Linked DNA regions of Mus musculus: region 2 is linked to region 1. A link is a contact called in public HiChIP or PLAC-seq data. All regions are on one chromosome and are shown on one strand. Each heading gives the region's core, a stretch centred on a gene start, on an enhancer-like site or on the middle of the called end of the contact. The rest is flanking DNA. Distances are from core to core; before and after follow the strand shown.

Region 1 (5,526 bases), core at 2,746-5,245:
ACAGTATTTACTTCATTTGCCTGAGGCCAGGGTTCAAACCCCAGCACCACAAAACAAGCAAAAATAAATAAATAAATAAATAAATAAATAAATAAATAAATCATGACCCCCCACTTTAAAATGATATTATAATATAAAGTAACAAGGGAGCGTTCCCCTGCCAGGTAAACTGTTTGTCAGTTTTCTTCCCTGCAGCTTCTAAGCTGTCCCTCTGAAAGGATGATTATATTACGTACAGTTGGGTAATTGGCCCGTCTGGTGCTTGGTATGGTGCATTCTACTGAGCTGTGTGGATGTTTATCAAATCAATGAGGGATGTTTTGTCGTTACAGTTTTTCAATCAAGGAAAGGGGAGGTGTCTCTTCAGGGGGGTCTTTCAGAATGCCTGGAGCGGGAGTTGGTATTGACTGGAAACTTAACATAAACTGTGAAAACATCGGTCTGTATTGGCTGAGTTGGAAAGGAATACAGGGCATCTCCTAGCTTAAGGAAATCTGCTAGGCCGCGAGGGCTAGGGAATGTGTTCCCTACAGGGAATTTGGAACCAGGAACCGGGAGGTGGTGGAAGGTCAAAGATGGACAAGCCGGAGGAAAGGCTTTCCGACAGCGGGCAGTGTTGACGTAGGAAAGCTGGCGGGCTCAGAAGGCAGTAGGGAGAGATAACTGGATAAGTGTGGCTGGGCATCACAGTGGCCAAGGCTGATGTCTGGGTGGCTGAAGAACAGCAGGAGTGTTTGGCTCAGATCATTGAAAAGGTCTGCTTGGAGTATTGGGCCCAGCTCCAGGGACATCTCCTCAATGTCTTTCTGGAGCAAACAGAATATCCCCTGCGTCTCCCTGGCCTCGTTTGAATCCATACCTAAGCCTTGGAGAACTGCCTCTCACTCCTGAGACCTGAGCTTGGGGCAAGGCGGGTCCCCAGATAGAAGAGTGGAGCCCTGTTGTTTTAAAAAGGGGCAGTGGTGTAGGGTCAGCAGATAGACCAGAGCTATGGAGCTCTGGACTCGGTAGTCCTGCCTGCTGATTCCTGGCCTGGATGTGCAGTAACCTGGAATTTCAATAAAAGGTCGCACTGCGAGACTCTGAACGCTTCTCCAAGGTTTGTTCAGTGACCCAGTCAAGAATGCCGCTTCACTGGCTCCGCCCCTCCATGGGGCCTCACTGGCTCCGCCCCTCCATTGCCTCTATTTTTTAAAAATTTCCTCCCTTGACCAAACTTAGTTTTTTTGGATTTTTTTTATCCTATGTGTACCTGTGTGTATTTATGTGAACAAATGCCATGTCAGGGTGGGTGTCTGTAGAGGCTAGGGGACCTGAAGCTGAAGTTCCAGGCAGCTGTGAGGCGCCTGCTGAGCTGGCGCAGAGCTTCGTCTAGCCGGGCAGTGGTGGCACACTTGGGAGGCAGAGGCAGGCGGATTTCTGAACCGTCTCGAAAAAGAAAACAAACAAACAAACAAAAGCCTGACTCTACATGGCACAAGCTAACCCTGAACTCCTTTTTAGCTCACACTGGCCTTGAACCTTTACTCCTTCCTCGACCCCCAGAAGCTCCACGGCTCCCACCTCCTGCTCCGCTCTGTGCTCTGAACCCTTCCTAGCACACTGACTGGAACCATCACTTCCATGAAGTCCCCGGTGCGCCATGCCTACCCATGGCCGGCAGTCCTTGAGTATGGTGTGCGCTAGCAGGGAAACAGACCGTAAACAAACACAAACCAGCCAACAAGTGGTTCAGAGGAAGGGTGATTCACAAAACGAAACAAGGCCTCGTGGGAAAGGGAGGGGTTGGTCTAATGGGTGGTTAGGAAAGATTTCACTGAGAAGATGGCCTTTGAGAACCTAGGGCTGAGTGAGTCAGTTTTGAAAGAAAAGGGGGTGGGGGTGGGCGTGGGGGGGGGTGTCGGGGAAACAGCCAGGTACAGGCAGAGAGGGAAAGCAGGCTGGCTTGAGCAAGGCTCAGAGGGAAGCGATATGATTGGCTGGAGTGGGGTGGACAAGGAGGCTAGGCACATCTTGTGATCCCAGCACTTGGGGGGTGGGGACAGGAGGATGAGGACTCAAGCCCTGCCTTAGCTATGTGAGACAGTGTCTCAATCAACCAACGAACCCACCACGGGCTGGGGACATAGCTTGGTGTATAAAGTATGCTGACAAAGCATGGTGAAGACTCAGGTAGATCCCTAGCATCCTTGTAAAAATTGTGGGCTCAACAGTTCTTTCTTACCTGCGATCCTAGCTCTGTGACAACAGGACACTTGGGGCTTGCTGGCCCACCAGCCTAGCTGACTTGTTGGCCTTCTGGTTCAATGAGAGACCCTGTCTTAAAACATGAAGTGAAGAGTGACTGCCATCCTGTCCCTACATTCATATATACACATGTATACAGGCATGCGCATGCATGCACGAGTGTACAAAGATAAGTATGTGGGGAGGCAGGCATAAGGGAGAGGATTGAGAGAGAATTTAGTCTATAATTTAGAAATTTTTCTAAAGCCAGGGCTGGTAGCACATACTTATAACTCCAGCACTCAGGAGGCTGAGGCAGAAGGACTGCCCTGAGTTTGAGTTCATCTGGGCTACAGTGTGAGACCCTAACTCAAAAGACCAAAGCACAATTGTTTTAGCTGGAGGCATGGCCACTTGGTAAGGGTGCTTACAGGAGTTCCTGGGTTCCATCTACAGCACTGCATAAACCTCTGGTGCTGGCATATGCCTGTAATCCCAGAACTCACAAGGTAGAGGCAGGAGGCAGTGTTCAAAAGGATCAGAGGGTTCAAGACCACCCTTGGCTACACGGCCGGATGGGGTAGCCTGAAATCCACAACTAGGGTTTGTCACATGCGGGGCAGGCAGGCCGGCAATTAAACCAGGTGCCAAGTCTCCTGAGAGGCGTTCAACAGGGGAGTGGCGTGATTTGATTGACCCCTTATGGCTCCTTGTGTTGGCTGATGGGAAGAGGGGCTATAGATCTGGATGTAGAATCGAGAGCCATTGGAAGTGGGCACACAGGTGGGAGGGGAGGCTGGCTTGCACAGGAAGGGTGTGGTGTAGGAACATGGATTGCATTGGCCAAGAACTGATTTTGGCTTCTGTACCTGGTTGGTTTTCCAAATTAGAAAAGAAGCAAGTGTTTCATTGGACCTGTTGGGTCTTGAATTTACCACCACCACCACCACCAGGGTCTCACCATGAAGCCCTGGCTGACCTCTAACTCAATGAGATCCATAAGCCCCCTCCCTGAGTGCTGGGATTAAAGGTGTGTACCTCCATAGCTAGCCTGAGGAGTCTCTTAATTACTCAAGTTGGGGCCGTCACGCAGGCAGGCCGGTATCTCTGGCTAACACTCCACAGAGCCTGGGTGGGAACTGGACCTTGTTCCTGGTTAAGAGGACAGATTTGAAAGGCAGATGAGGTTCGCACCGTTAACAGCTCACGATGGGGTAGGATGCGTGAGGGGACAGTGGCGGCTTGCGCCTGTGTGTAAGTAATGCGTTCAGATTTCTAAAGCGCTCTCTGAATAATGACATCACTCCGGCCCCAGTGAAACCCGGGGAAGAATTACCCAGTTTTCTCTCATTTCCCAGATAAGAAAGCTGGCACCCAGAGGCAAGAATGATTCAATAATCGTGACTCCAAAGTCAGGCTATTTAACATACTTGTCACCACAAATATTTATCATCTCTGTATGGTAGAAACATTTAAGGTCTCTGGGGGGAGGGGGCAAGCGGGTTCTGAGGTGCAGCTTGCCTGGCATGCCTGAGGTCCTGGGTTCAATCCCTAGCACTGACAATAATAATAATTATAATAGTTGTTGTGGTGGTTTTCAGACAGAGTCTCTTGTAACCCATTCTGGGCTGGAAGTCTCTATGCAGCCCGAGCTGACCTTGAACGCCTCAACTTCCTGCCTCTGCCTCTGAGGTGCTGAGACTGCAGGCATACCCCACATACCACACCCCGCTCTTTTTAGCTGTTTGGAAATATGCAATATGTCATTAACTACAGCTACTTCCCTGCTGTGCCAGAACAACAGAACTTTTCCTTCCTATCTAACCGAAACTGTACCCACTGACAGTGTCACCCTGCTGCCCATCCCCCACGCGCAGAACGCAGTGACAGCTCCTGTTCTCTCCTTTCCCACAGTTCGACTCTTCCCCCCCCCCCCCCCACCGCTCTCCGGCCTATTCTTGAGTCAAGGGTGTATCCAGACCTGGTCACCATCTGCCAACACCCTCCAGTCATGGTGGTGGGGCTTTTCAGGGGCGGGAGGCATGGTGGGGTGAGGGCCTCCTCTCTGTGCACTGGGGTGAGGCGCAGCACCTGGGCCATTGTCGCAGCTGGCCAGCTCCGGGGCTCTGACCTCTTCCCATTCACTCACATAGCTTTCTACCCCACCCCCACCTTCACCCCCAGTGGGGACTGAGGCCCAATGAGAAAGTGATCGCTTACACTGCCATGCCTTCACCCGTGTAGCGCATTAGCTGTGTGTCTGTCTCTCTGTCCCCGTCTGTCTTTTTTTTTTAAAGATTTATTTATTTATTATATGTAAGTACACTGTAGCTGTCTTCAGACACTCCAGAAGAGGGCGTCAGATCTCATTACAGATGGTTTTGAGCCACCATGTGGTTGTTGGGAATTGAACTCAGGACCTTTGGAAGAGCAGTCAGTGCTCTTACCCACTGAGCCATCTCACCAGTCCTTTTTTGTTTGTTTGTTTGTTTTGTTTTGTTTTGCCTTTTTCAAGACAGGGTTTCTCTGTGTAGCCCTGGAACTCACTCTGTAGACCAGGCTGGCCTCGAACTCAGAAATCTGCCTGCCTCTGCCTCCCGAGTGCTGGGATTAAAGGCGTGCGCCACCATGCCCGGCTTCCCAGTCTGTCTTTAGCAAAGCATAGTCAGACTGCCCTGTAACCTGTTGGGTAGTGTATGCACTGGAAGCAAGAACTGGCTCCTTCCCAGGCTGGGTGTGGTGATGGTAATGCCCACCTATAATCCCAGCATTGAGAAGGCAGAGGCAGGAAAGATTATAACAAGTTTGAGGCCAGCCTGGGCTATATAGTGTGTTCCCAGCCAGCCTGGGCTACATAATAAACTGAATCGTAGAAAAGAGCTGGTCTCTTCCCTTCTCAGCTTCAGTAGGGTATGCTAACCCTCCCAGCTGGTTAGAGACAAAAAAATTGATTTATAAAATAGGCTGTCCAGGGTCTCTTCCAGCAGCTGTCAGCTCACTCAACTTCACCATTTGAGGCTTGAGTAGCGCGCCCCCAAGTGGCTAAAGAGAGCCAAGCGGCCTCTGGATTGTAGACCGATGGGGCCTCCTACTGGCCAAGCCCTGTGCCGGGTCTACTCCCTCCACGCTAAAATCTCTAACGATTTTTATTCCTTCACTCAGCAAATTAGGGTAGGGTTGGATATGTGCGGGCACCTTTCTTGGCGAGGATAAAGTAGACGGTTTTGTGTGTCTGTCGTAGCTGAGAGAAAGACAGGAAGCAGTTCCAGAAGAGCAGAGGAGAATGTGATGTGAAGAATG
Region 2 (5,337 bases), core at 2,604-5,103, 580 kb before region 1:
TTTATATATATGAGTACACTGTCGCTGTTTTCAGACACACCAGAAGAAGGAATCGGATCTTATTTCAGATGGTTGTGAGCCACCATGTGGTTGCTGGGACTTGAACTCAGGACCTCTGGAAGAGCAGCCAGTGCTCTTAACCTCTGAGCCATCTCTCCCGCCCCAGGGACTAATTTTTTTGTTTATTTTCTTTTGTTCTGGAGACAGGATTTCATAGCTTAGGCTAGTCTCACATTCACTGTGTATCCAAGGATGGTCTTGAAGCAGTCCTTTTGCCTTTGTCTCCCCAGTACTGGGACTACAGTCATAGACAGACTTGGCAGCCTGGGATTGGGTTGCCCCCCCCCATTTATTTGTTTGTTCGTTCGTTCATTCATTCATTCATTCATTCATTCACTTTATAACCCGACTTCAGCTTTCCCTCCTTCCAGTCCCCCCTCACATCCCCTTCCCTCACCCCCTCCTCTCCTGAGAAGGGGAAGCCCGCACCCCGTACCAATCCACCCCTGCACAGCGAGTCAGTAAGTCATGGGAGGTGGATGGAGGGGGAGAACTGAGTGGGAATGAGGATAAGCAGGGGAGGGGGGGATCAGATGGAGACAACCAGACAGTGGTCCTAATCCCAAAACTCTGCCATTTCCTGGCCAGTGGGGGTTTATTATCATTTGCCTGTCATCAGTGTCATTAGTTACTCCCCTCTTTAGCCCATTTCCTGGTCGTGTTAGCAGCAAAGAGGATTTCTAGGTAAGAGTGACTGCAGGTTTGGGAGCCCCATTCACTAAAGGGCTTCCTAGCCTAAAGGATGTCTGCACTGGGGAACGAAGGGGCAAAATCCCGAAATTCTGCGTCTGCTGGGGCTTCTGGCTTCTTGTAGTGGGGATGAGATGGTGATCCCAGACGTCGATGAAGGACAGAGGGCCTCTATTCTTGGTTCGGTTGTTACTCAGCAAACCACAATGGAGGGATGGGATCTCAGCTGGGGGTAGCCGATAGGGGAGAGATAGGAGGGCAGGAAGGATTGTGGGTGTCGCAGAGGGAAATGGGGTGACATAGAGATGAATAGGTATGTGGGAGAGGAGACGGAAATGAGAGGCACATGCCGGAAGAGATATATGCGTAAGAAATACAGTCTCAGGAGAGTAAAGGACTTCTCCAACGAAGAGGTCACATTAAGTCGTGGCTAGGGAGGGGTGTCATTAGGCCTGAGCCACAATTGGGTCCAGCAATGTGCAAATAATCCTTAAGTCCACCTCTGGGGTTAGGAAGGTGAAACCTGGAGAAGCTACTGACACCTAAAGTTCCCCGGTCACACACGACGCTTGGGTCCCGCGTGGGCGCCTACAGGGCGGGGCCGTGAGTTTCCCCGCCCACTACTGGGGTGAGGAGGGCGGGAGACTAACAGCCTAGGGAGGGCGGGATCCGGACCTGCCTCGTCTCGCCCCAGGCTCCGCGCGCGATCTCTGTCTCCCCTCCTCCCGGGCACGGGAAGGAAAGGGAAGGGAGGAGGGCGTGGCGACCGGACGCTGGGTTTTCCCCAGCCTCCGGTAGGAGGAACTGGGACCTTGGGGTTACAGCCTGTCAGCGTTCAGTTCCGTGGGGTCCTCTTACCCCCCCAAGAAGCGCAAGCTCCTCCCCACGCGCGTGGCACCCACGTGGGGGCTTCCTCATCCTTACCGATTCGGTTTTTTCATTTGAGTTTTGAAGACTGCCTCTCCCCTACTTCTAGCTGCTCCTCTAGGGCTCGACTCCAGAGGCTCAGCCACTCCCTTCCACGCCCAGGAGAGGGGCGCTCGCCACTCACTCCTGGATGGCATGGTATCCCTGCTCCGTCTGCCTGGCTGCCGCGGGGGGCCACCTTCCTAAGCCAGTCTCCCCTTTTTATGACTCCTTCCCAATGACCCAGTATTCTAGATTTCTTGAGGACTCGCTCGCTTCCTTCACTGGGCTCCGCCTGCCGGCTCGCGCGCTCTTTTACGCCCCCAAGCAAAACACTCGTGACACCTCCGGGCTCATTTTCCGCACCCTCTCTGCTCCTCTCTAGAGTCCTTCTCCCAACAACGTCGCTTTCCTTTTTCACTTGTAACCCCGTAGTGACTCCACAGATCACACTCTCTAGCGTGCGCCTGTCGCTTTCTGAGAGTAAGCCCACTAGAGATTTTATTTGGCAGTTCTAGGGTACCCATCCCCTAGGTTTTCTCTCCATCTCACGACCCGGTCTGGGGTCGGCTTTCCACATTGCATCTCCATTCCGAAATGTTGGACACCTTCCATTCTCTTGAGCTGGGTTCTACCTTTCTGGAAAGAGACCACCCAGCGAGCCCTGCATTTTTAGGCACCATTAGGGGAACTTAAAACAAAACCTGCCAAATGCTCCTCTTCTAGAGGGGACTCTCCCCACGACCTTGCTTTTCTAGGAGAGGATCACTTTGGCAGGCTGTCTATTCCTCTCAAAGACACCTGGGGTACGGGAAAGTGCCAGCCTCTTTGGGACACCCACACAGTTGTCCCGGTGCCCCCAGGGCTCCCCTTCCTCCAGCCAGTTTCCTCTGAGGGTAATTTCCTCCCGGTGACCCCTGCACTCCGGCGCCCCCTGGGGGCTCCCTCCTGGCTCCCCGGCCCCTCGGAGCTCACCGTTGTTGCGGTCCACCATTAGCACGCGGGTGACCTCTTTAGCATAGTAGTCCGCTTCGGGCTCCGGCTCTGGGTCGGCGCTCTCGCCTGCCACCCGGTCGCGGGTGCTGTTGTACAAAGCGAGCACCGCCTCGGGCAGCGGGCCGGGCGGTACCTCCCCCTGGCTTGGGGGACTGGCGAGCCTTAGTTTGGACAGGATCTGGCCACGGATGGCTTCGATGCGCTTCCGTTTCACCAGCTCCATGTCGATGGTCTTGCAGGTGGAGAGTCCCGCGGCTGGCCTCCCGGGCGTCAGCACTAGAAGCCACGGGAGTGGGAGCAGAAGCGGCAGTAGCCGCAGCCCCGAGGGCGGCATGGGGGAGGCGGCGCCCCACGGCACTTCGGAGAGCGGGAACCCTCGGCAAAGGTGGGATGCGGAGGCCCCGCCCCTGCAGGGCTTGTGGGGTGGGGTCTCCCAAGGAAAGGTAGGTGATAGTCCTGAATAATTTGAGGTTGAGGGAGAAAGCAGCAGGAGTCGCGGTGAGGCTCTGACACCAAGGTGTCTCAGTATACCACCAGGGTAAAAATCGAGATGAGCGCTCTCTGAGATCCAAAAGTGGGTGTTCTTAAATAGGGGAGCTACTGCCAGCAGGTCCGAGGGAGATCTGCCTCTCGGGGGAGAGAGGGTCCTGGGATGCGAGGGACTCAAGAGGCAGGCTGGGGGGAGGGCGGCGTGCAAGGGGTGCGCCCCAGCTTTGGGGTGAAGTCTTCGCGGGAGGCGGGGTTTGTGGCTCCCGAGGGCTGGTCCGGAATAGGGGCGTCTGAGGAACGCCGGGTAGCGATCGAGTGTCCACGACGGTGAGCAGGGCTGTCTGGAGTCCTCAGGTCCTGCCTCCTTGCGAGACAGCGCAGTGCCAAGAAGTCCCCACGTCTCTGACTTGCAGTAGCAGCGGAAAAGTCTCAAAACTTTTTTCCTCTTCTCTCAACCAGCTCGTCCCTCCTCCCACTCCTCCTCCCCCTCCTCCCTGCGGCGGCGGCTGGTCTCAGACTCTGGGGCCTCGGACGGCTCCTCGGCTGCTCCTTTGCCGGCTCCCAGCGGAGGCCGACTCCGAGTGCGGCTCAGAGCCGGGGGTGCCCCGAAGGGGCGTCCCCCCTGCCCCGGCCGGGGGCCTGGCTGTCTGGAGGATCCGCGGCGGGAGGAGGAGGGGGACGGCCTGGGGCGCGAAGGGCGGCGGCGGCGGCGGGACCGGCTGGGGCGGCGGGGGTTTTGAAGCCGCCCCGGCCCCACCCAGGAAGCGCGCGCGGGGCGGGGGCAGCCCCAGGGGGAGGGCATGGGGGGGCACTGTCTTCATCTTAGCGTGGGCGGGCTCCAAGGGGGGTCCCTTCAGCCCTGCGGGGAGGGGGCGGGCACCCCGGCCTCGCCCCACCTCCAGGGTGCTGCCTCCTGGCGGCGGAGCACTACTAAAGCCGGTGACCAACCAAAGCGCCCCGGTGGATTTGGGAGTTGTTGAAGGGTCAAAGGAAAAATTGGGACTTCGTGAGAAAACAGAGTCCTGTATTAGAAGTGGGGACCTAGGCGGTGGAGAGCGAAAGGCAGGGGCAGACTTTGCGGATGAGAGTGTCAAGGAGAGTGAAATAAGGAGACCGACGTCTGAGAGCTTTAGCGGATACAAGGAGGCACCTTACCCATGAGAAATACACGCTTTTATTAAGTGCCCCCGACAGTCCAAACAGTGGGCCCTGCTCATGTCCCTCCAACCCACAGCCCTTTCTACCCCGTAGTTCAGTGGAGCATGGGCCACAGGGGAGTTCCTGGCCTTGCAGTCCATGGCATAGGGGCCATGACTTGGGGGTGATCAGGACTGACAGTCTCCAGAGTCCACGTGCCTGCTTCACTGCTGTGCCATTATGTGCTCAGTGGATGATGGCGATTAGTAGCAATGAAGTCCCTCAACACTCCACTCCATAGCGATCGAAGTGGCGCAGCAGCAGGCCGATACCAAGGTGCACTGTGCCACCCGCGGCCGTGTGCAGGCGGTAGCGGTCAGCCCCGCTGTAGATGGTATCTGCGTGCAGCAGCTGTGGCCCACCACCCACGAAAGCCCGTGCTAGCTGCTCCCTCCAACTGCCCAGGGGCCTCCATGTAGGGCAGTCCAGCTGATGAGTGCCTGGGCTGCTAGGCACATGGCAAAAGCCATAGCCAGCAAGCTGGCAGCGGCCAAAGCTGTCCTGGGACCACACCTGGAGATGGAGTCGAGGCCAACCTGCGGGAGGAGAGGCGTTAGAGAAAAGGACAAAGGGGCAGAACCCTGCTCCCGGGTTCCCAGCATTGAAACCACTGGAGACCTCGCACAGTACTTTTACCTTGGATTATTGCCTGAATTTCCTCTCTGGGTTCTCATCTCCCACTCACTCCACATAGTAGTCACAGGAATCTAGAGCAATCCACATTACCCTCTTGCTCAAAACCCTCCCATGACTCCCCTGGGCCACAGAACAAAGTCCAACCTCTCAAGTCAAGTCTGGCCTCGTCTGACCTCCCTTTGTGGTCTCTTCACTCTCCCAGGCCCCCAGGTCAGCACCTCAGCTTAGACCCCTTCCGCCCTCCTCCTCATGGACTTGCTTTGCTCTCACGCACCTGACTCAGATTTCCTTTCTTCCCCAGTGGAGCCATCTCTCCCCTTCGTTAGGTTTCTAGTGGCCTCAATGCACAGCTGAGTGTCCCAG

Evidence for each region. HiChIP or PLAC-seq counts read pairs in DNA pulled down with a chosen protein or histone mark.
Region 2: a contact with region 1 is called in an H3K4me3 HiChIP or PLAC-seq map of bone marrow-derived macrophages, with 4 times the contacts expected there. The contact joins the promoter of Tgfb1 here to the enhancer-like site in region 1. A contact is called at or near these places in 4 of 39 promoter capture datasets (cranial neural crest, liver, maxillary cranial neural crest and 1 more) and 4 of 115 datasets of contacts at active chromatin or transcription factors (bone marrow-derived macrophages, double positive thymocytes and microglia).

Annotation. Positions count from the first base shown.
Region 1 is chr7:25,105,745-25,111,270 of GRCm38.p6, reverse strand. All of the region lies in intron 5 of Pou2f2 (POU domain, class 2, transcription factor 2), which reads left to right. Among named protein-coding and RNA genes, the nearest start is that of Mir6537, 11 kb to the right of the region's middle. Within about 2 kb of position 3,995, at least 43 of the 459 cell types and tissues checked have an H3K27ac peak or open chromatin away from gene starts, as enhancers often do. A contact at or near this core is called in bone marrow-derived macrophages, where this site is marked.
Region 2 is chr7:25,685,518-25,690,854 of GRCm38.p6, reverse strand. Tgfb1 (transforming growth factor, beta 1) reads right to left here and starts at 3,853. Exons shown (of 7, transcript NM_011577.2): 1 at 2,632-3,853. The coding sequence starts at 2,986. It overlaps B9d2 (B9 protein domain 2), which reads right to left. Exons shown (of 4, transcript NM_001362154.1): 4 at 4,293-4,874. The coding sequence ends at 4,561.